Linked DNA regions of Mus musculus: all the other regions are linked to region 6. The links are chromatin contacts, called in public promoter capture Hi-C maps. All regions are on one chromosome and are shown on one strand. The core of a region is the stretch at or near the end of the contact, and the rest is flanking DNA. Distances in the headings are between cores, read along the strand shown. Region 1 holds the start of Mios (meiosis regulator for oocyte development). Region 2 holds the start of A430035B10Rik (RIKEN cDNA A430035B10 gene). Region 3 holds the start of Rpa3 (replication protein A3). Region 4 holds the start of Ica1 (islet cell autoantigen 1). Region 5 holds the start of Pon2 (paraoxonase 2). Region 6 holds the start of Sdhaf3 (succinate dehydrogenase complex assembly factor 3). Region 7 holds the start of Pdk4 (pyruvate dehydrogenase kinase, isoenzyme 4).

What was found. Promoter capture Hi-C pulls out the DNA fragments that hold promoters and counts their contacts. Capture Hi-C pulls out chosen DNA fragments and counts their contacts.
Region 1: a contact with region 6 is called in a promoter capture Hi-C map of pre-B cells, with 2.3 times the contacts expected there. The contact joins the promoter of Mios here to the promoter of Sdhaf3 in region 6. A contact is called at or near these places in 10 of 39 promoter capture datasets (the 3T3-L1 cell line, 3T3-L1-derived adipocytes, cranial neural crest and 5 more), 3 of 115 datasets of contacts at active chromatin or transcription factors (astrocytes, microglia and stem cell-derived neural progenitor cells) and 2 of 9 other capture datasets (adipose tissue and liver).
Region 2: a contact with region 6 is called in a promoter capture Hi-C map of pre-B cells, with 3 times the contacts expected there. The contact joins the promoter of A430035B10Rik here to the promoter of Sdhaf3 in region 6. A contact is called at or near these places in 2 of 39 promoter capture datasets (pre-B cells and second pharyngeal arch cranial neural crest) and 1 of 115 datasets of contacts at active chromatin or transcription factors (astrocytes).
Region 3: a contact with region 6 is called in a promoter capture Hi-C map of pre-B cells, with 8 times the contacts expected there. The contact joins the promoter of Rpa3 here to the promoter of Sdhaf3 in region 6. A contact is called at or near these places in 6 of 39 promoter capture datasets (the 3T3-L1 cell line, hippocampal neurons, liver and 1 more), 1 of 484 Hi-C or Micro-C datasets (CD8 T cells), 3 of 115 datasets of contacts at active chromatin or transcription factors (astrocytes, stem cell-derived neural progenitor cells and trophoblast stem cells) and 2 of 9 other capture datasets (adipose tissue and liver).
Region 4: a contact with region 6 is called in a promoter capture Hi-C map of pre-B cells. The contact joins the promoter of Ica1 here to the promoter of Sdhaf3 in region 6. A contact is called at or near these places in 2 of 39 promoter capture datasets (the 3T3-L1 cell line and pre-B cells).
Region 5: a contact with region 6 is called in a promoter capture Hi-C map of liver, with 2.2 times the contacts expected there. The contact joins the promoter of Pon2 here to the promoter of Sdhaf3 in region 6. A contact is called at or near these places in 1 of 39 promoter capture datasets (pre-B cells), 1 of 484 Hi-C or Micro-C datasets (CD4 T cells), 1 of 115 datasets of contacts at active chromatin or transcription factors (thymic regulatory T cells) and 2 of 9 other capture datasets (adipose tissue and liver).
Region 7: a promoter capture Hi-C map of liver shows a contact between it and region 6, with 3 times the contacts expected there. The contact joins the promoter of Pdk4 here to the promoter of Sdhaf3 in region 6. A contact is called at or near these places in 1 of 39 promoter capture datasets (liver) and 2 of 115 datasets of contacts at active chromatin or transcription factors (cardiomyocytes and embryonic stem cells).

What each region holds. Positions count from the first base shown.
Region 1 is chr6:8,207,830-8,210,529 of GRCm38.p6, forward strand. Mios (meiosis regulator for oocyte development) reads left to right here and starts at 1,398. Exons shown (of 12, transcript NM_145374.2): 1 at 1,398-1,582.
Region 2 is chr6:8,507,734-8,510,433 of GRCm38.p6, forward strand. It overlaps A430035B10Rik (RIKEN cDNA A430035B10 gene), which reads right to left and starts at 1,428. Exons shown (of 2, transcript NR_040452.1): 1 at 1,246-1,428; 2 at 1-1,078. Glcci1 (glucocorticoid induced transcript 1) reads left to right here and starts at 1,867. Exons shown (of 8, transcript NM_133236.3): 1 at 1,867-2,586. The coding sequence starts at 2,154.
Region 3 is chr6:8,257,694-8,260,393 of GRCm38.p6, forward strand. Rpa3 (replication protein A3) reads right to left here and starts at 1,448. Exons shown (of 4, transcript NM_026632.4): 1 at 1,307-1,448; 2 at 1-68. The coding sequence starts at 1,405. It overlaps Umad1 (UMAP1-MVP12 associated (UMA) domain containing 1), which reads left to right and starts at 1,595. Exons shown (of 4, transcript NM_001302354.1): 1 at 1,595-1,800.
Region 4 is chr6:8,777,166-8,779,865 of GRCm38.p6, forward strand. Ica1 (islet cell autoantigen 1) reads right to left here and starts at 1,319. Exons shown (of 14, transcript NM_010492.3): 1 at 907-1,319.
Region 5 is chr6:5,297,053-5,299,752 of GRCm38.p6, forward strand. Pon2 (paraoxonase 2) reads right to left here and starts at 1,288. Exons shown (of 9, transcript NM_183308.3): 1 at 1,160-1,288. The coding sequence starts at 1,233.
Region 6 is chr6:6,954,748-6,957,447 of GRCm38.p6, forward strand. It overlaps Sdhaf3 (succinate dehydrogenase complex assembly factor 3), which reads left to right and starts at 1,271. Exons shown (of 2, transcript NM_001077713.1): 1 at 1,271-1,453. The coding sequence starts at 1,280.
Region 7 is chr6:5,494,928-5,497,627 of GRCm38.p6, forward strand. Pdk4 (pyruvate dehydrogenase kinase, isoenzyme 4) reads right to left here and starts at 1,351. Exons shown (of 11, transcript NM_013743.2): 1 at 1,106-1,351; 2 at 1-104. The coding sequence starts at 1,235.

The DNA of each region.
Region 1 (2,700 bases), core at 148-2,647, 1.3 Mb after region 6:
AAGGAAAATGTACAAGTTTGATTGATATATATATATATATATATATATATATATATATATACACACACACATATGTATGGAAAGACAGACAGACATAAGAGAAAGTTATTTTCATGTAGCTAGCCTAGCTCAAACTCAGTATATTGTTGAGTCTATCTTTTAATTCTTTGATCCTTCTGCTTCAACCTCGGGAGTGTTGATATTATAGACGAACACTACCATACCCAATTTTAAAAACATTTTGATCTGTGGTGGTTGAACCTGCACAGGCAGAGCTAGAGGATCTGGAGGGCCAACAGCACTATAATAAATCATATGTGAATCTCTCTCTCTCTCTCTCTCTCTCTCTCTCTCTCTCTCTCTCTCTCTCTCTCATGCTTATAAGCATGATTTGTCAATACCTACATGTTAAGACAAAATGGAGTGATTGATGTATTGTGATGTATTGTAGTATGCTGCTACTTGGTAAGGGTCACTTGAAGGTGAGCACTGACAGACAGATCTGATGGCCCAGATTGCAGCTTGGGTACACTGTGACTATGGGTAGTTGAATGATGTTCAGGATCGGACTGAACAGGACTCAGAAAGATTTCATAACATTCTAAAATTCAAATTTAGGTGTTCTTTAATTCGAATCGTTCACCTAATATTTTCAGGCTTTGACTGGTCAGTGGTTACTGAGACTTCATAAGCAAACTCACAGGTAAATGAGAGACTTGCTTTCCCATTGCTGTATCCTGTTTCCTGACACAGTATTCAGTTCTAGAAGGCCTTTCTCTTCCAGTTGTTTCCGTCTTTAACTTTTCTGTGACCAATCCATGTTTGTCTTTCTTAGTCTAGTGATCCTCAAGGAAGTTCTTCTGATGCCCCACCCAACCTGAGGGAGGTGCTCTCCCAGGTAGCTTAAAAAAGCCATCACTCTTTTGTCCTGTTTCCTACAAGGGTCTTTTTTTTTTTTTTTTTTTTTTTTCTCATTCCTATATCCCAACACGGTGTGACTCAACAAGGCATTCATGACCTCTTTTTGGAATAACTGAAATCGAATTATGAGCCCCAAATCCTTAAGTTTTTACGAAATCGCCCATCCTCTCTGTTCAGTGGAAATTAAAATGTCTCACATATGCTAAAATGTGTGTACCACCACGACCATGGTAGCTGGCTTCAGAGAAATAATCAAATTCCATGAGAGCAGGGTTAAAGAATGGCTGGCTTGCTGGAGAGGGGTCCCGGGGCAGGGCCCACACTGGGCGGAGCGCTCGAGAGGGAGGCGGGGACTCTAGGTTGTGGCCCTGCCCACAAGAGGGCGACGGAAGGGGCTCAACTCAAGCGCGGAGCGCTCGGGAGGAAGGCGGGGTCTCCGCGCGGCGGCCCCGCCCCGGGGCGGTGCCGGGCGAGGGGAAGGCGGGGCTCGCGGCGAGGAGGTCTGCTTCGGAGGCGGCAGGGTGGTTTGGTCGGGGGCCCAGCGGGTGGCCCGGGTCACCGCCCGTGCTTCGGCGGCCATCTTGCCCGCGCCCGTCTCCCGCGGCGGGAGGGGCGGCGTACAGGCCGGAAACGTCTGTGTGGCGACAGGCCACCTCCTCAGGTCAGTGAGTGCGGCCCGGAGCGGGTGTCTGCGTGAGGCCCGGGGTGGCAGCCGCGGCCGCTTCCTCAGAGCCTCGCCGGCGGGTGGCGTTCCGCTCGATCAGTGCGATGGTCACGGCACCGGGCTGCTGGCGGGCCTCGTGTGGAGCCTTGGGGCGTCCCGCGGCCGCGTGGCGACCGTCCTCCGTGCGGCCGCGCCGGGAGTGCGGAGCCGCGTCCCCCGCCGCCCAGCGGCTCAGCCAGGTGTCTGGACCGTGGGAGTCACGATCAGATTCCTGGTTTACCCGGAATAACAACACGATGAGTTCCAGTTGTACCCAATCAAATCCTTGTTAAAGGGCCTGTCACCCCCGTGAGCTCTGTTCCCTACCGACACGAATAATGCAAATTCCTTGAGAGGAATGGCTCAGCAAACGACTGCTCTTGTTGGCTTTTTTGAATAACTATAGTTTAACGAAAATATAGATGCGCAATGTCTTGTGGAGATGGTAGTACTCCAAATTTCCTGAAACTGCTATCGTTTACTTAGCGCGGAAAGAAAGACGACAGACCATATAATTGTATGTTTTGCGTTATGACAGTGTTTTGAATGTGTGCCCAGTTGCCACGTGGGGTTAAGATGCTTTGTAAGTGTATAGACTGGATTCCCAAGATTTAATAAAAATATAAAAACTTTCGTATTTTTTACAGTGTTGTATATTTTAAATTATTTCTTATTTGATAGGTTAAATTAAAAGATATTCTAAATTTCGTTTGCTACTTCTGAAATGTGCCCGCTAGAGAATTATAAGTGGTGGTTCACTAAATTTCTTTTGGATAGTGTTACCCATGTTCTGGTGGTGACTTGTGGGGAACCATTGAAGGGAAATGAACACTGACTAAATTTGAAGGTGAGGACCTAAATTATTGCCATCTCTTAGCCCCTCCATGGATTTGGCAGTTGTCTCCAGCATCTGAAAGCATTCACTTCCAGGACTGGTTGAAAGAACTAAATAGGGACAACAACATCTGTATGAAGCAGAGAACTCAACTGTGATGAGTTGGTGTTAGAACTTTGTGTGGTGGAAATTACTTAGATGTTACCCAAGTCATAAGGGACTTGTAATCGTCTAAACTAAT
Region 2 (2,700 bases), core at 178-2,677, 1.6 Mb after region 6:
ATTAATCTTTAGATGAAAAAATTAATACAATAGACAAATTATGTCAAATTTTAAAGTTATTTTGTTCTATAGATAATTAAAGTATAATTTGTTCTAGAAAGTAAGAAAAGGGAGCTGCTAGTCATGTCTAAAAGCTCGTTTGGACATCTGTGAGCTACCATAAAGTCTCTTAATCAGAACACGCATCTTCTGCTTGGAGGTACTAAGGGCACAGGGCTTCTTCAGACGCCTGCCTGGGTCCCTCTGGCCTCAGCTTCCACTTAGCTGAGTGATCTCAGACAAGACAATTAGTGTCTTTGTGCCCCAGATAAAGCAGGGAGGATAATAACAGCACATACCTTGTGGATTATGTGAAGAACGAATGAGTTAACACATAATAATGTCCTTAGAACAGTGGCTAGCACGTGGTGAATGTTTAGTAAACATTAGCTATTATTTTTATATGTGATAAAGCATAGAACTATGACTAATATAGTAGGATATAGTACTAGATGCTATTTTTTGTATTTTGATTAGGCATCATCAATATTTTTTCTAAACAACAATTTACTGTGCTTCTTATTTTTTCTTATTTTTTTAAAAATTTTCATTTAATTTCATTTAATTTCTGTCTGACCACACAGGGAAGCAGAGAAAGGTGGCTCCTCTGAGTGAAACTGATCATTTAGTGCCTGGAATCAGGAAGCTTGCCAGTGTGGGCAGACACCAGGCAGACGCCAATCTGACACGCCACTTCTTTATTTTGTAAAATCTTATGTTTTTGTTTATCTCATGTGAATTAATAGGAGGTATCTGATGTAGAGCTTTAACTATTCCTGATTAGGGTTTTATATACTTTCTTATGCCCATCTAAAATCTTCGTACTTCTCATTTTCCTTGCAGAAGAATAACCCCCAGTGCCATCACACAGAGGAAATGACCACAATGAATTGTTACATTATGCCTGGTCTTTCTCCCAAGAGACCATCAGCTCCGGGGTAGTAAACTAGGTGCTCTCCATTAATAAATCTGATGATGCGATGCTGTAAATTTTCTTGTTGACGTGTACAATTCAGAATGTGATGTTCTCCACCCTACCCTGTAACGACAAACAGGTTGTAATGGCAGGTGCATTTTGTTCAATGTAGCATCCATACACTAATCCTGAAGTTGTTTTGATTCACAAGGCGACTAGGACACTTAAAGACATTTCTAAGATTAAAAGGGTTAAGGATCCTTCACTCAGCTTTAACTAAAACATCTCACCGGATGCAGGTGTATTTGCAAAATTAGTTTGGCTTCAGCGTCCTCAGCCCCAGGTTGTAGAGAGCACTGGAGGGTGGAATCCTTGTAACTTGCTTATCGCAGCGCGCGCGTGTCTTTGGGCGTCGGAGTCCGCGCAGGGCACGTATGGACCCACTTTTCTAACCTGACCCTCACCTCAAAGCCTGTCAACTCTTAAGTCCCTCCCTCCGCGCGAGGCCCGCCTCTCTCATCCACTTCCATGCTCCGCCCCCAGAGCGGAAACGTGGTACTGTAATTGGCCGAGTCTCCTCTCACTCCGACAATACAACCATTCCTTGGCATCCCGGAGTAGGGTGGCGCTGCCAATCACAGCGCTCGCAGCCGCAGGAGCCGGGTCCGGAACGCCCAGAGGCGGGGCCGGAGGCGGGGCGCCGACACAGGATTAGTTGCCATTCCGAGTGAGAAGCGGGTCGAGGTGGCGGCGGCAGCGGCGGCGGCGTTTGCGGTGGCGCGGGTTACGCGCAGCGCGAGGCGCCTCGAGGCCCCTTTCTCTCCTCCGAGGCTAAAGTCCCGGCGCTGCCCGTGGTCGCCGAGTCGTGTCGCGCGGGCGACCCCCCGCGAGGGCTGAGCAGCCGCGGGAAGCGGGCGAGTGCCCTGTCAGCGCGATGCCCGGGGCGGCGGCGGCGGCGGCCATGGGCTCGACGCGGGCTCTGCCGTGAGCGCCCCGCAGAGCGCCGCGGGGCGGTTGAGCCGTTGGACGTTGGCCGTCGCGGCGTCCCCTCCCCCTCGGCGGCGGGGTGCGCGTCGGAAGGGGAGCCCCGCGGCTCCGCCCCTCCCCGCCCCTCCCCCGTACACATCGCACGCACCGCGGCGCCGGCTCCCACACGCTCGCTCGCGCGCCCGCCCGCCCGCCCGCCCGCGGAGCCACCATGTCCACTGCGTCCTCCAGTTCCTCTCAGACCCCTCACTCCGCGCCGCAGAGGATGCGGCGCAGCACCGCGGGCTCCCCGCCCGCCGCTGCCGGGAGCGGGACGGGGCCGGCCGGGAGCTGCGCACCGGCTGCGGGAGCCGGTCGGCTGCTGCAGCCCATCCGCGCCACGGTGCCCTACCAGCTCCTGCGGGGCAGCCAGCACAGCCCCACGCGCCCGGCCGCCGCCGCCGCCACCGCCGCCGCCGCGCTCGGCAGTCTCTCCGGGCCCGGAGGGGCCCGCGGCCCCAGCCCGTCCAGCCCGACTCCACCGCCGGCCGCTGCCCCAGCCGAGCAGGCGCCTCGCGCCAAGGGCCGCCCGAGACGGTCCCCCGAGAGCCGGCGGAGGAGCAGCTCACCTGAGAGACGGAGTCCCGGCTCGCCCGTGTGCAGAGGTAGCGAGCCCAACCCTCCCGTCCTCCCGGGCTGCGTCTCCCCGACGGTGCCCTGCGTGGAAAACTTCAGCCTCTCCGGGCTTCTGTTTGCTAGTGCATTACCGAAGGTGTGAA
Region 3 (2,700 bases), core at 198-2,697, 1.3 Mb after region 6:
ATCAATTCAATGGTTCCATTTTTTCCTTCTCCATCTGAAAGAATAAACATTTTTCCAGTGGGATGAATCTAAAAAAGGAAATCAAGACAAAAAGCCATAGATTTAGAAAACAGAATCTACAGAAATGAATATTTAAAAGATTCCCTGAAGTTTCATTTGGTTGAATATAAAGTAATAGGGGTTTTGGACAGTTTATTTGGTTCAAGTTATAATCTTATTACCTGATCAGATGATTGTAAGCCCAGTTAATTTTGAATTTCTAATAAACAACAAATATTTGCTTAGTGTTTTGTGTGGTTTCTTTTATTTGCAAAAGACACTTGGTACACTAAAACTAAACGAGGCTTTCACTGTCTAATGAAATTCTGCCAACATTCTTGATTTAGTACATCTCACAGAATACCTTCTTTTTGAGGGGTTGTTTGTTTGTTTGTTTTCGAGACAGGGTTTCTCAGTATAGCCCTGGCTGTCCTGGAACTCACTCTGTAGACCAGGCTGGGCTCGAACTCAGAAATTCACCTGCCTCTGCCTCCCGAGTGCTGGGATTAAAGGCGTGCGCCACCACCGCCCGGCTCAGAATACTTTCTTTTAAAATTAAGAACGATGATCTAAAAGAACTGGTTGCCAGATCTGAGGAAGACTTCCCTTGAAACTGAGCTCTGCCACTCGATGTGAGGTTTGAGCAGCTCAGTCAGCCTACCTGTTTAGTTAGAAATTCTTTTCCCTTAGAAAATGTGTGAATGAAATGACCTAGCAGGTAAGTCCTTACAGAGGATTTTCTTTCCCTCGGCACTCTCAATTTCTGGGCCTTTGGGCTTAATTTTTACCTATAGGAAGGACGAGGCTGCAATCTAAGACTGGGCTAGATACAAGGTATCTATAGAATATGGGAGGGGCTATCAAGAAATGTTTCATAGGGAGACGACTGCAAAGTAGAAAAACTAGGCCCATAAATAGAGACGGCTGCAAAAGACAGGGAAGCAAGAAGCTAAGTCTGGCTAAAACAAAAACTCGAACAACAGACAGAGGAGCCAGGTTTGTAAATACCTTCCTGGTAAATAAAGAAAGGGGGCGCGGAGCGCTTGGATCTAAAAGGTCATTCCAAACAGTTTTGGGGACATAAAAGAAGCGGCACCAAAATGTTGCTGCAATGGCTTAGCAGTTTCCACAAGCTCTTCTTGTGAAAACTACAGCAAGCTGGAGGGCAATGCTGCTTAAAGGTGACCTGCTCCCAGCCTCAGCTCCCGACCCCGCAGTCCTTCCCGAGTGGCCGTGGTCCCGTCCTCTCGCCCGAACCCGCATGCACCTTTTCCAGCTTCCCCACGAAGCACACGGGCCGGTCGATATACTGTGGTAACATGCTGGCGTTGACGCGCGCTTTGGGGAGCTGCATTATGTCCTCCATGATTCTGCCGCCAACACTCGCAACCCGCAGGAAAGCAGAAAATGATTGACGCCCAGCGGGCGGCCGCGCCAACCCGGGCAGATTTCCCGAACACCAATCAGAGGAGACGTACGCTCCAGACCCACCAATCAAATCCACGGGAGCATCTGGTTCGCTCGCACCGGGCTGGCGGAGGGGCTCAAGGCTTCCGGAAGTACTGGTAGACTGCCTAGTGACGCGCGGCGTTCCGGAAGTCACTGGGGCCGAAACCCGGCGGGCAGTGGAGGCGGGACTTAGAGGGGCGGGGGCTGAGGCCTGGGACCCGGGATCTGGAGCGGCCGAACGTCGACTTGACCCCGGAAGTAAGCTGAAGGACCGTGGTGGGTGGCGAGCTGCGGGCTGCGGCGGAGTCTCAGGTAGCTTTCTTGCGGGAGGTGTCTGGATCTCCGCGCCTCTCTCCTCCCGAGGGCTGAACCGTCGGGGTGGTGGGCGGAGTCGGGCTCCTGGTCCCGGAATGCCGCGGTGCGGGCACTGACAGTTGCCAGCTTTTGCGCGGGTGGCGCGGGTGCGTGCCTAACCTGGGGTTTGGGGTTTTTATTTTTGAGCCAGTTCTACCTGTAGAGAACCATCGTCAGTCTTTACCCCTCCCTCAGGAGGTTGTTGCTAGGAGACGTTGTGTAACGGACCTGCCTGCTTTACCCACTGGCAGCAAGAGGTGCTGCCCCTCTCTTTACCTTGGACCTTTTGCTAGCCTTGGCGGTGTGGAGGTGTCCATTTCCTCACCTCCTGGGTGCTGGCGTGCATTGGGGCTCCGGTAGAGGAGGACCCCCGGGAAGGACTAGAGATGACAGGCTTCACCAGCTGTTGGACCCAAGCTAGTGCTCCTCCACTGGCGTCACATTTTCTCTTTCTGCAAATGAGGGGTTGACTGCTTTGTAAGGTGCTAGATAACTCTAATTTTGGGTTGTAATACTATATCTAGTTCCCCGAAGTACTCAGAGCTGGCTGTCTGAAAGACAGTTTATTCCAAGATTTGAAGAAAATTGTCGGATGTGTTTCTGGTTCAGAAAATGACTGGATGCTGGTGGCTGTTGATTTTAGTAATTTCACCAGCAAGGGATTGGTACTGAGAAATTTCAAAATGAACGCACATAAAAATACCTTCAAAAGAGGTTGCAGAAATTAAAACATAATTTTAATTGCGTCTCATAATTATGTGGAACAGTGTCTGGATTTTTCTAAAGCCAAAGACTTATTAACCTTCAAATTCAGGGCTAATAACTCAGTTCCAATAATTCAGTTCCAATGTAGCCTGC
Region 4 (2,700 bases), core at 69-2,568, 1.8 Mb after region 6:
TTAGTTAGCAGCTGCTCAGGTTGATGGATAAACCCTTCTTGTGCTAGATTCAATGCTATCTAAAAATGGAGAATATAGTCTCATTTCTAGACCTTAATGCCCACCAAAAGACCCCAAACGTTATTCACGGATATGGCACGTTAAAGGCTCCAAAGAGTGGTTCAGAGGCTTTGGAACCCTACAAGTCAAAAGATAGTGTGAAGGTTAACGGGGGAGCCGCTTGGGAGAAAGACTGGCATAACAGGATATTACTTTCAGAGGAAACAGGAGCTGCATCAAGCCTGGGCCAGGAAAGGCGGAGTCAGCAGCGCAGCACCCAAAGAAACCCCGCGTGCCAGGGTTTGCAAGAACGTGGCGTGCTCAGTGACTCTTCCTAGCCCGCAGGGGCCAACCACAGGCCTCCTGGCACCAGTCATTACAAAAAAGGTACCCATCGGCTCTTAGCAGTCCCTGCCAAAGACTAGCATAGGAGGAACGGCAAAAGTAAACGTCAGATACCGCTGCAGGTGAACTTGTCAACAAGTCAGCTCTAGACGAAAATCCCAGTCCAGAGGGGACCTGGGAGGAAGGGAAGGGTAGGCCAGCACCGGCTTGGGTATGGGCGCAGGTGCTCTCTGGTTTCCCTCCCGCTCCCTGGGGGCTGACGCACGCTCCTAGGGCGCGCGCATCCTCCACACATCCAGGCCCGAGGGAGGATCTGCGGGAGGGAAGAGGATGATGCTCCTCCCGCACCCGATGGGGGGGTGGGTGTGTGGATGAGGTGACCCGCCTGGAACCCGTAGCCCGCAAAGGGCAGTAGAGGCGGCCTTGGCTTGGCGCCCCCGACCACCCGGCCACCCGGGCGTCTCCCACTGCAGCATGCAGCCCGCCCGGCCCGCCCCCGCCCCGGCCCTGGAGGGCAGGTACCTTGGTGCTCCGGCCCCCAGGAGCCTCCCGGCGGAGATCCTAGCGTCCCTCCAGCTCCCTGCGCCGACGTCAGCGTCAGCACTGGCGAGGGAAGGGGCGGGGAGCGCAGGAAGCGGTCCTTCCTGCAGCGGCCGCCGCCAGCCGGAATAGCAACGCGGAGCCGGTGCGCGCCGCAGCGCAGCGCGGCGGCCCGAGCCGGCGCCCTCCCCTCCGCCAGAACCCGCCGCCTCCCTTCCTGCGGGGACAGCGGCCACTCTCTGCAGGACCCAGGGATCCTGGTGGGGGAGGGCGGTGGTCTCACCTGGTTTGGGGCGGATCAAGGATGAGAGGACCGAGTGTCCCTCTCTCTACTCCCTGGGGTTTTCCCGTGACCCCCATGTCTAGGGTATCTGGCGTTTGGACCTGCTGCCAGAGATGACCCCGCCCCTGCTCCCTAGCAGGTGTTCCACGTGTCCATAGCGTTCGCGTCACAATGACCTGTCTACAGGTGGCTGACGCCTAGAACACCTCAGAGTTCCTTCCTCGGTTTGTGTAAAGGGTGCGTGCTACTTTATAGAGTTTGGTTACTTGAATGGACAGGAGATTTCGTGAGGTCAGTGCCAAAACAAGTAGGTTTGCATCTGGAGTCCAAATTTGGGCTTAAAGGCTAAAAAGGCAGTGTTAAGAAAACAGCTGGGTATGTATTTACACACTTTTTTTTAATATCCATATGCCATATCAGTCACCTATACTTACTTTAGACAGTGTTTCATCTCTTCTTATCCTTTGTCACAAAACACAAACCTCAGTTTCTGGAGTACCTTGCATATCACAGGAGAGGGATATCAAATAATGGTTCCCAATGCTGTCTATACTGATAGAGATACTGGGCTCACCCCTCCTTCGATGTCATAGAGAAGTTTGTTGAATGATCACTGCTAGGAACAGCTAGTAGGTGGAAAGAAAAATTACTTAGTAATAATGCAAACAAGCCAGAAATCCACAGCTAACATAAAAGGGTTGTTTCCTGGGTGCCAAACCAATACTGTGTCCTTCACACTGAATTTTTTGATGGCCCAATATGGTGGTTAAAATTATCCCCGTTTTAAGGGTGAAGATACCGTAGCTCAGAGTTCCCTACGGAAGACTGGTGGATCTGATAGCCTTGGCATGGCTCAGTAGTGAAGAACCAGGGTTGAACCTAGGGTTGTCTGAACCAAGATTTAACCTGAGGAGAGAGTGGGGTTTAAAGCATGGTTAGGGATAACTCAGTGGCTGAACACTTACCTAGCATGCACAAAGCCCTGGGCTTGGTCCCTAGGAAAGCAAAGTAAGAAAAGTGTCCAAACATAGAAAGAAATGCTAATTTCTTCTAACATCAGAGGTACGCTGAAGGGCCAAATTTCCCTTGACTCATACCAGTCTTCATACCAGTCGCAATTTATTAATTACATGAAAATATAAGAATTCCACTCACTTATCAAAGATTGGTTTTGAGGCAAATGCATTTTTTTTTTTTTATAAGAAAGCCAGTGTCTGATGTGTTGAAAGTGTCCCCTAGAAGCATAGTTCACTGGGACCTAAGCTCTGGAAAGAACAAAGAAGTAGATTTACAGAACCATTTAAGGGCTAAGGCAGACACCTTGGCCAGAAGTCTGAGAGCCTGTCAGTCACAGAGGCTGAGTTTAGCCTTCAAAGACAGTACCTGCCATCGAAGAACCCACAGGATGAAAGCAGGGTCTGGCCAGTGTGAACAGAATCCCCCTAGCTCCCAGAGACTTTAAGAGCACACCTTAAGTGATGTCTTATTCATTT
Region 5 (2,700 bases), core at 38-2,537, 1.7 Mb before region 6:
AGAAGAGAAGAGAAGAGAAGAGAAGAGAAGAGAAGGAAATCTGACTGTCATGCTGGCGTGTGCCTATAATAGCAGAAGTCAGGAGACCAAAGAATCCTGAGTTTTGAGACCAGACTGAGCTTCAAAACAGAGGATACACAGTGAGACTTCGTCTCAAAACCAAGAATTCATTTAAAATTTAGAAAAGCACCCAAAACCCAAGGCCGATGCCCTATCAGAACCAACTGAATTAGAATGTTTCACATGGTGCTACTTGGACGTCAAGACTCCGGGAGATCCCAATATCCAGGCCCCGTTGCTGTGCCCTTCGGGCTTATTTGTACAATGCAAGACTCATAGCAGTTTGCTGCTAAACAACCAATGAGTGCCGGCGCTTCCCTTTTGCCTATTAGAGAGAGGCCCAGTGTGAAGCACACCCTTCAGACTTGCCCGCCTTCCTCATCTGAGTCTACGTTGCCTCCCAGAACGCCTACAGAAGACTGTCTTTTCTCTTTAACCCTATAAGGAGCTGAGTACTACTGTTCCGGAACACTTTTGCAAGAAGTTTATAAAGTTTGAATTGGTAACTTGAAAGTATGATGTCTACCCAGAACAAACAATCGCTCGCTCTGCTTCTGGGACTCTGGTCAATAAATAAGGAAATGATGTAAGAACAGTAGCTGTCTCTCTCAAGCGTCTTTGATCTCCAGCGCCAAGACGGAAACCCTGAAGTTTCACCAACTATTAATGCTGGGGAGGGATGGGTTCCGGCTGAGCAGAACAGCACCAGTGACCTAAAATGAAGCTGTATAATTAGAGCGTCCACGCATGAGTAATGGTTTTGTTTTCAAATTAAAGCACTGGGTTTGCCCTTGGGGAATTTGCAAAGCTCTCTCTTGTCAGCCTAGGCAGAGGAACCTCGGCACCAGCAAGCGCTGGAAAACTTTTTCCCAAAGTGTCTAGGTCTTGGTGGAAGTGGACTGGGTCGGTTAAACGGAGCACCGGTAGCTATCCGAAGTTCTTCCTTCCATCCGGTCCCCCCCCCCCCCCGAACTAAACAAGCTCTCTCTCCAGTTACCTCCCCCCCTCTCACCCCCTCCCACCCGCCGCGCGAGCGCCCCAATCAGCTCGGCGGTCCCAGCCTAGGGACTCCCGACCCGGGACCCTCGGCAGCACCTACCTGAGCGCTAGGAACCGCTCGCCCAGCAGCGCCAGCCCGATGCCCAGCAAACTCAGAGCCACCATCCGGCCCATGGTGCGGGACCGGCCCGCCGTCTGGCTCGGGCCTGACCGAGCAGCTCCGGACGCTGGGCCAGCTCCCCGCCCCGAGCGCGGAGCCGCGCCCGATCCCCGCCCCGAGCGCCGGCTCTGCAGCCCAGGCTCCGCCCGGCGCCTCGTCCTCGGAGCACATCCGCACATGCCCGCGTGGGAACCCAACTGAACTTGATTCCTTTCACAAACACCCCGCCAAGCCTCCGATCCTCGCGCAGCTGCACCTGCTCAGCTCCCTGAAAACTTTAGGGTGGCCTCTGCGGAGTTCCCTTAATTTAGTTAAGTTTGGGCTTGCTTTTTGCTGTTTTGGCCTGGTGTTTGAGGATACTTTCCCCCTCTGTTGTGTATAATTTTGGCTTTGAGAAGCTAGGAAACAAACTCAGGACTTTGTTCATATTAGGCTAGTACTGAGCCATATCTACAGTCATACACTAGTTTTGTTATTACACATACGTGTGTATAACATTTCTATATTTAAATATAAAATATATTTAGATAGTAATTATTAAACAACACAGAAAGTATATTATATATATATATGAAATCTATTAAAATTGTACTTTTAAATGTTCTTATTGTTTTGAACATAAGGTCTCATGTGGTCCAGGCTGGTAGGGAACTTCTGATCTGTCTACCTCCATATGCCAAGTTCTTGGGCCACTCAAGGCCCTGCCTAGAGTAATATGTTTTGCCTTAGTTCTTTATTTCATATGCATGGTTGTTTTGCTTGCATGTAAGTATATGCACCACATTCATGCCTGGTATCCACATAGGTCAGAAAAGGGTGCCCACTACACCAGGAAATACAGCCAGTGTTCTTAGTGCTGAGACATCTCTCTCGTTCAGACATTTTAAATATTCCTTTCCTTTTTTTTCTTCTTTTAGATGGGAAAAAAGTGGTTCTGGACAGGTCTTATATAAGAAGTTAGAGTTGGAATTACATCCTTTTATATTAAGATTTATAGCCAGGTGTGGTGACGCACACCTTTAATCCCTGCACTTGGGAGGCAGAGGCGGGTGGATTTCTGAGTTTGAGGCCAGCTTGGTCTACAGAGTGAGTTCCAGAACAGCCAGGGCTACACAAAGAAACCCTGTCTCGAAAAAAAAAAAACCAAAAAAAAAAAAAAAGATTTTAGACTAAAACACCACAAACTCGGGACTCACTGGAGTACTAATCAATTTTCTCTTCTTTCTCCCTTTTCATTTTAATACTTATTGATATACACTTATAAAAATATAAAGAGGGAGGGCACTCGTTGAGATTGCGACAGCTACTGGGTATAACTTGAAATCAGTTCCTAATTGTTCCCAGTGCTTAATTCCCACCTGCAATGTTTGCAGAAGCTACACAGTCAGTTCCCGGGGACCATCCTTTTCTGACAGTGTTTTGTTATTGCAGCTCGAGGTGACCTCAGATTTGAGGCTCTCTTGCCTTGCCCTCGTGAGGAT
Region 6 (2,700 bases), core at 21-2,520:
AATTTAATTGGAACGAAAGAATAAGGACAAGAAGCTATCAGCTTTTGAAATAGTTACTTTTTTTTTCCCCACCTCTACACAAGTTTGGACTTGTGAACATCTAGATTTCTTGTTTTTGTAAGACCCCCGATGCTGGGCCTCTGCAAGTCCCCAGGTGAGCTGGCCAACACCCCAACGTCCTGAGAGAAAACCATACCTGATGCAAACTGCAAGAGGTTTTATTATCAGCTAGCTGAGGATGAAGTCCCTTTGCTGGTGCAGGGCAGGGGAGTTCGACCCGGTGACAGTAGGGAGCTTTTAACAGCTAGCTGAGGAGTTAGGAGGAGTTGGGAGGAGACTTGGGAGGAGTTGGGAGGAGAGTTGGGAGGACTTGGGAAGAGTTCTTCTCTTCCGGGTGTCCTTGGTGAAATTTACAAGGCAGGAGTGGGGAGTGAGTTCTTTCTGAATTTTTATCTCTGTGTCCTTGGCACAGGAAGGCAGGCATCTCTGGTTGTACAGTATAGAAACAAAAAGGCTTTTTGCTGGCTATAGAGAACAAAGAGCTTCTTTCTAGCTGTATTTTTTAAAGATCAGGGAAAACAAGCTTGGGAAACATCCAGGGGCTTTATCTTCCAGGGAGAAACGCTCTAAGTCAGGGTCTCACATTTTCATCTCACATTGTTTAATAAAAATTCTCAGAATCTTGGTCTTGGAAAAAAAATACACATAAAATAACTCCCAAGATTCTTTCATAGTGCACTTGACCTAGACCAACAAAGTCTGCCCTTCAGGGCTCACTTGTGATAACTACCTGGAAGAAGCTATGCCTACTGCATAAACTCCAAGTACAGCACTGCAAAGGACGAGGGCTGTTGCGAGGGACCGGCGAATGCCACACTATTTCAGAAGCCATAACACTTTGGATTAACCACGCAAGGCTTTCTGGAGAAGACTTCAGTTCGATGAAGTCTTTCTCAAATATTTAATAAGAAGAAACTAGCAAATGGAGAAGATGAGTTAACTCTGAAGGTAACAAGTCGCTCACACAAGACTTTTTGTCTTACACAGCAGCACCTCTCTAGGAAACTCAAGAAATTACAACTACTCCTCAACAGCCGCGCCTTTGGCAGAGCGTTTCTGTCCGCCCGCCCCAAATCCGGGTTTCCGGAAGGACAAGATTCTATGACGGACCAAACCGGATGAAGGTCGCGCGCTCTCTTCCGCCCGCTTTGGGGTTCACCCATAGGCGACTTCCTAGCGGGGGCGGAGCTACGCCCACCTTCTGCGCAGGCGCGGCGCGATGCCGGGGAAGCATGTCTCGAGAGTCCGGGCTTTATATAGGCGAATCTTGCTGCTACATCGGGCTCTGCCCCCGGACCTCAAAGCCCTGGGTGACCAGTACGTGAAGGACGAATTTAGGAGACATAAGACTGTTGGTCCTGGCGAGGCCCAGCGATTCTTGAAGGAATGGGAGGCAAGTGACGCCCCCTCCCCGCCCCCTCGTCCCGGACCTTGGGTTTTCAGTTCAGACCCCACCTTCCTAGCTGCTTCCCAGGGTCCGTGCACGGCCAAACAGGGCGTCTGGAATAGACAGACTAAAGTGGTCAAACAGCACTTCTTTCAAGCTCCGTCGCGAATCCCCCAGCTTCCCGCACAGGCTCTGTGCTTGAGCAGTTTCCCCCGCATTCAGAAGAACTTTCTGAGAGTGCTGAGGGTGCCAGGTGCTGGAGAGAGAAGGGTGGCGTGTCTCAGACGTTACTGCACTCCTGACTGTTTAGTGCTCCAAAAGTTCGTCGGCGTTTGTCCTTTGCGTTGCCTTTAGGCTGTTTAGGTGACAGCCGTGTAATTAACATGATGTCATTACTTAGCTGCCAGAATTAGATCATTTCGATCATTTGTTAATTTGTAATTGTAGGGCCTTAGTAAGCTTTCCACTTGACAGATAAATTATATAACCTAGAAAAGACCTAAGGATTGCAATTTGTTAAAGGGGTAATGCTGGCGGGGGCACGCGTTTGGATTCAGTGTTTGACTTTTCTCTTTTCTTTCTTATTATTTATTTTAGGTACATATTTATTTATTTGTGTGTATACGGGTGTGTGTGTGTGTGTGTGTGTGTGCTGGAGGTCAGAGGCTAACCCAAGGGAATGGTCTCTCCTTCCACCACATGGCTCCTGGGGATCAAACCGCGGGCTGCACAGCTTGGCAGCAGACACCTTTCTCAGTGAGCCATCTCCACGACCCTAATACCTTTTTTTTTTTTTTTTTTCTCTTAAGAATGAAGGGGGAGAAAGAGTATTGCATGATGCTGAAGAGTCTTGCAGGATCTCCTCCCATCTTGAAAATATCAGGAGGTGAAAGGAGTTGGGCATTTCTAGAGTGCATCTAGGTATTTTAAAGAAACTGCTCTGGTAAAGTAAAAAAGATTTTTCATGCTGATAGTGGCTGAAGTGATATTTACCTTTAAAACAACATAAAGATTAGGCTAGGGAAAAGCATTTTCATTGAATTCTATAATTCTTGATTGTAGAATTATTGAAGAGAGAACTTTATAATAATGAAATGTATAACTTTCTTAAAAGTCTTGGTTTATTAGATATAATTTGGTTGCCAGGAGCTGGGGAGGTTTAATATTTTTAAATGCAAAACACTTTCTTTAAATATGTAGTTGGTATTGAAATCAGAAAACTAGATTTAAATTCAGACCTCAGCATTTACTAA
Region 7 (2,700 bases), core at 101-2,600, 1.5 Mb before region 6:
GCGGTCAGGCAGGATGTCAATCTCCTTCAGGATATTGGCCAGGCGGACGGGCAGCTCTTGCCGCAGAAAAGCAAAGGACGTTCTTTCACAGGCATTTTCTGAACCTGTAGTGGGTGAAGCGTGTTCAGTTTGGGGGAAAATTTGAGACTAAATAGCAAATACAAAGGATGTTGTAAAATAATATCTTAACTACAGTTAGCTTAGTGCTTATAGACACTTTAAAGCTAGATCTTTAGTGCCTTTTTCTTTCTGTCCAATTTCACCCCCTTTTCACTTTTTAAGAGTGACCAATATAGGTGAAATACTGTTTATTTTCTTTATGAAAAGAAAAAAATAAGCCCACGGTGGAGAAATCAGACCACTCTCCAGTTATTTCTATGCGTGAGTCCAGGGCCTGTACCACAAACTCAATAACACACCCTTAATGAGTATGAACCTGAAAGGGTCTGGGTAGAAGGAGACAGAGGCCTTTCCAGACTAGCAACAAACAATACCACATTGACATCTTGAAATGTTCCATATGCCACCGCGGAAGAAAAGGAGTAACTGTCTTTTTTTTTTTTTTTTTGTAGTAGTAGTAGTAATGTAAATACTTGTAAAACAATAAAGGAGAAATAGTAAAGATGCCTGCTAGGCATGCCAAGAGATCAGCGGGGTGTGTGTGGAGGCGGGGAGTATGAGTTTAAATCTGTATCTATCAATCTAAGGTAAGTTTGTGTTATTAGGAAATTGGGAAGAAAGGAGTTAGTTTAGCTTCTAGTCCATTATTAAAATGGTGGCTGAAAGGATATATATATATATATATATATATATATATATATATATATATATATATATATATACACACTCAAATGATCTAGACAGTGAGAAGAGAAAAGTAGATTCGAAGTTGAGCATCAGTATGGTTACAAGTGACTTAGCCTTTCTGGTACAAACTGTCAGAAAGTAACCAAACTAGGAAAACAGGTGCACAGCCTTTTGAGAATCCCGAGTTCTTCGGTCAAAGAGACCTCAGTCGTCCTAGCCCTGAACTCAGCCCTTCCCATCCTGGGGCCTCCCCAGCCTCAGCGCCACCCTCCTGGGCCCTGCGTCGCCCGCCTCTCACCAAAGTCCAGCAGCTGCTTCATGGACAGCGGGGACGGGCTGTAGCGGGAGAACAGCTCGACCTCCCTGGGGACCAGGCTGGCGCTGCTCAGCGAGCTGGCGCTGCGCATCACGAAGCGGGCTGCCTTCATCCTGACGCCCACCTAGGCTGGCGGTGGTTAGGATCCGTAGGGTTGGCGAGGGCTGCGGGTCAGGAGCGCGGTCGAGAGGGAGCAAGTGCGTTGTGGTCCCAGGGTCCCGGGTGCTCGAGCCTGGGTGAAGGGTTGACACTTGGGTCTTCCCACCACCCGATGTCTTGCCTTTTATCTACCTCCACGCCCTCTCCACAACTCCAGCCAGGAGGAGGCTCTGGGACTCTGAACTTGGGGCCACACCAATCAGCTCAGAGAAAGAACTTTGGGCTCCTCCCTTTGGCCGCGGTCACTAGAAAGGCCTGGCACAGTGATCCCGACACGGTTTCCATGGCCTGCAAGGGGCAAAGGGTGAGAGGGAGGAGGGTTGGGGTGGGATAGGGGGAGCAGCCACAGCAGGCATCCGGGATGACGTGGGCCCCCTTGGGATAGATCCCAGGTCGCTAGGACTTCAGGCCCGCCCAGACTTGTCCTTGTTTACAACTCCAGAGCCATCTCAATGTCACGCATTCCTAGCCAGAAACTGTTTCCAAGAATCTCACCGCGGAGCGTGCATTGGTGTTCGCTCAGAGCGGGACTTTTACAGTAGCCAATCATCTGCTTACTAAAGTATGGGCTTCTTTGCCATTGGACCTCGAAAGCAAGGACCACCCTACAGTTTTATCCACTTTCTTCTTAGCGAACAGCTCAAGTTTAGAAACTGCCTAAATAGGCTTATTATTAATGTGGTGGAAAATCCCAGTTCACTTCTCTCCTGTAACACTTTCTACCTGTTAATTAAATGCAAACTAAAGAGCGATTTGCTGAGGGTTTGGCTGGCCCTGTAGTCCCCCTTCCCTGTCATTCCCCTCTTTCTCTAAGGCCTTCTAGTTTGCTCTTGACCGCCCTCCACTCCCCAGTCTGCTCCAAAAGCTCTTTCTTCATTGCGGCTGCCCTCCTTCCAAAAAGCAGCCTTTGTCACTAGCAGGCACCAGTAGCATATTTTAGTTATTTGGGCTCTTTCATTTCCCAGAGGCTCAGTGCATCCTACCCTACTTTGTTACTGCCCAATATTGACCTCCCTAATGACTGCTGTTGAAACATGCTAGCGGGTCATAACACTCTCATCCTAACCTCTCTCGTCCTCCCGTTCACTCTAAATGGACTGTAGAATGAAGCCAGTGTTTAGGGACGCTGTAACGACTTGGTTGCAAATGCAATGTAATGGGAACTACTAATAGTAATAAACTGCAAGGGCAGTTTGTTATCCAAGGCACCCTTAGCCTTCGACCCTTGCATATGAGGAGACTGGGGTGTTATGAAAGTCATAGATGACGGTGGGTGCACTCTTTGCATTTTCCCCCATGAGAGCTCACCCAGTCACAGGACTGATGTCTGATTTCTGCCTCTAGTTCAAACTCTGCCCCAGATTCCAGTGCTCTGCTGTTTAGTGGACTTGTGCAGGCACAGGTCTAGCATCAAAGTT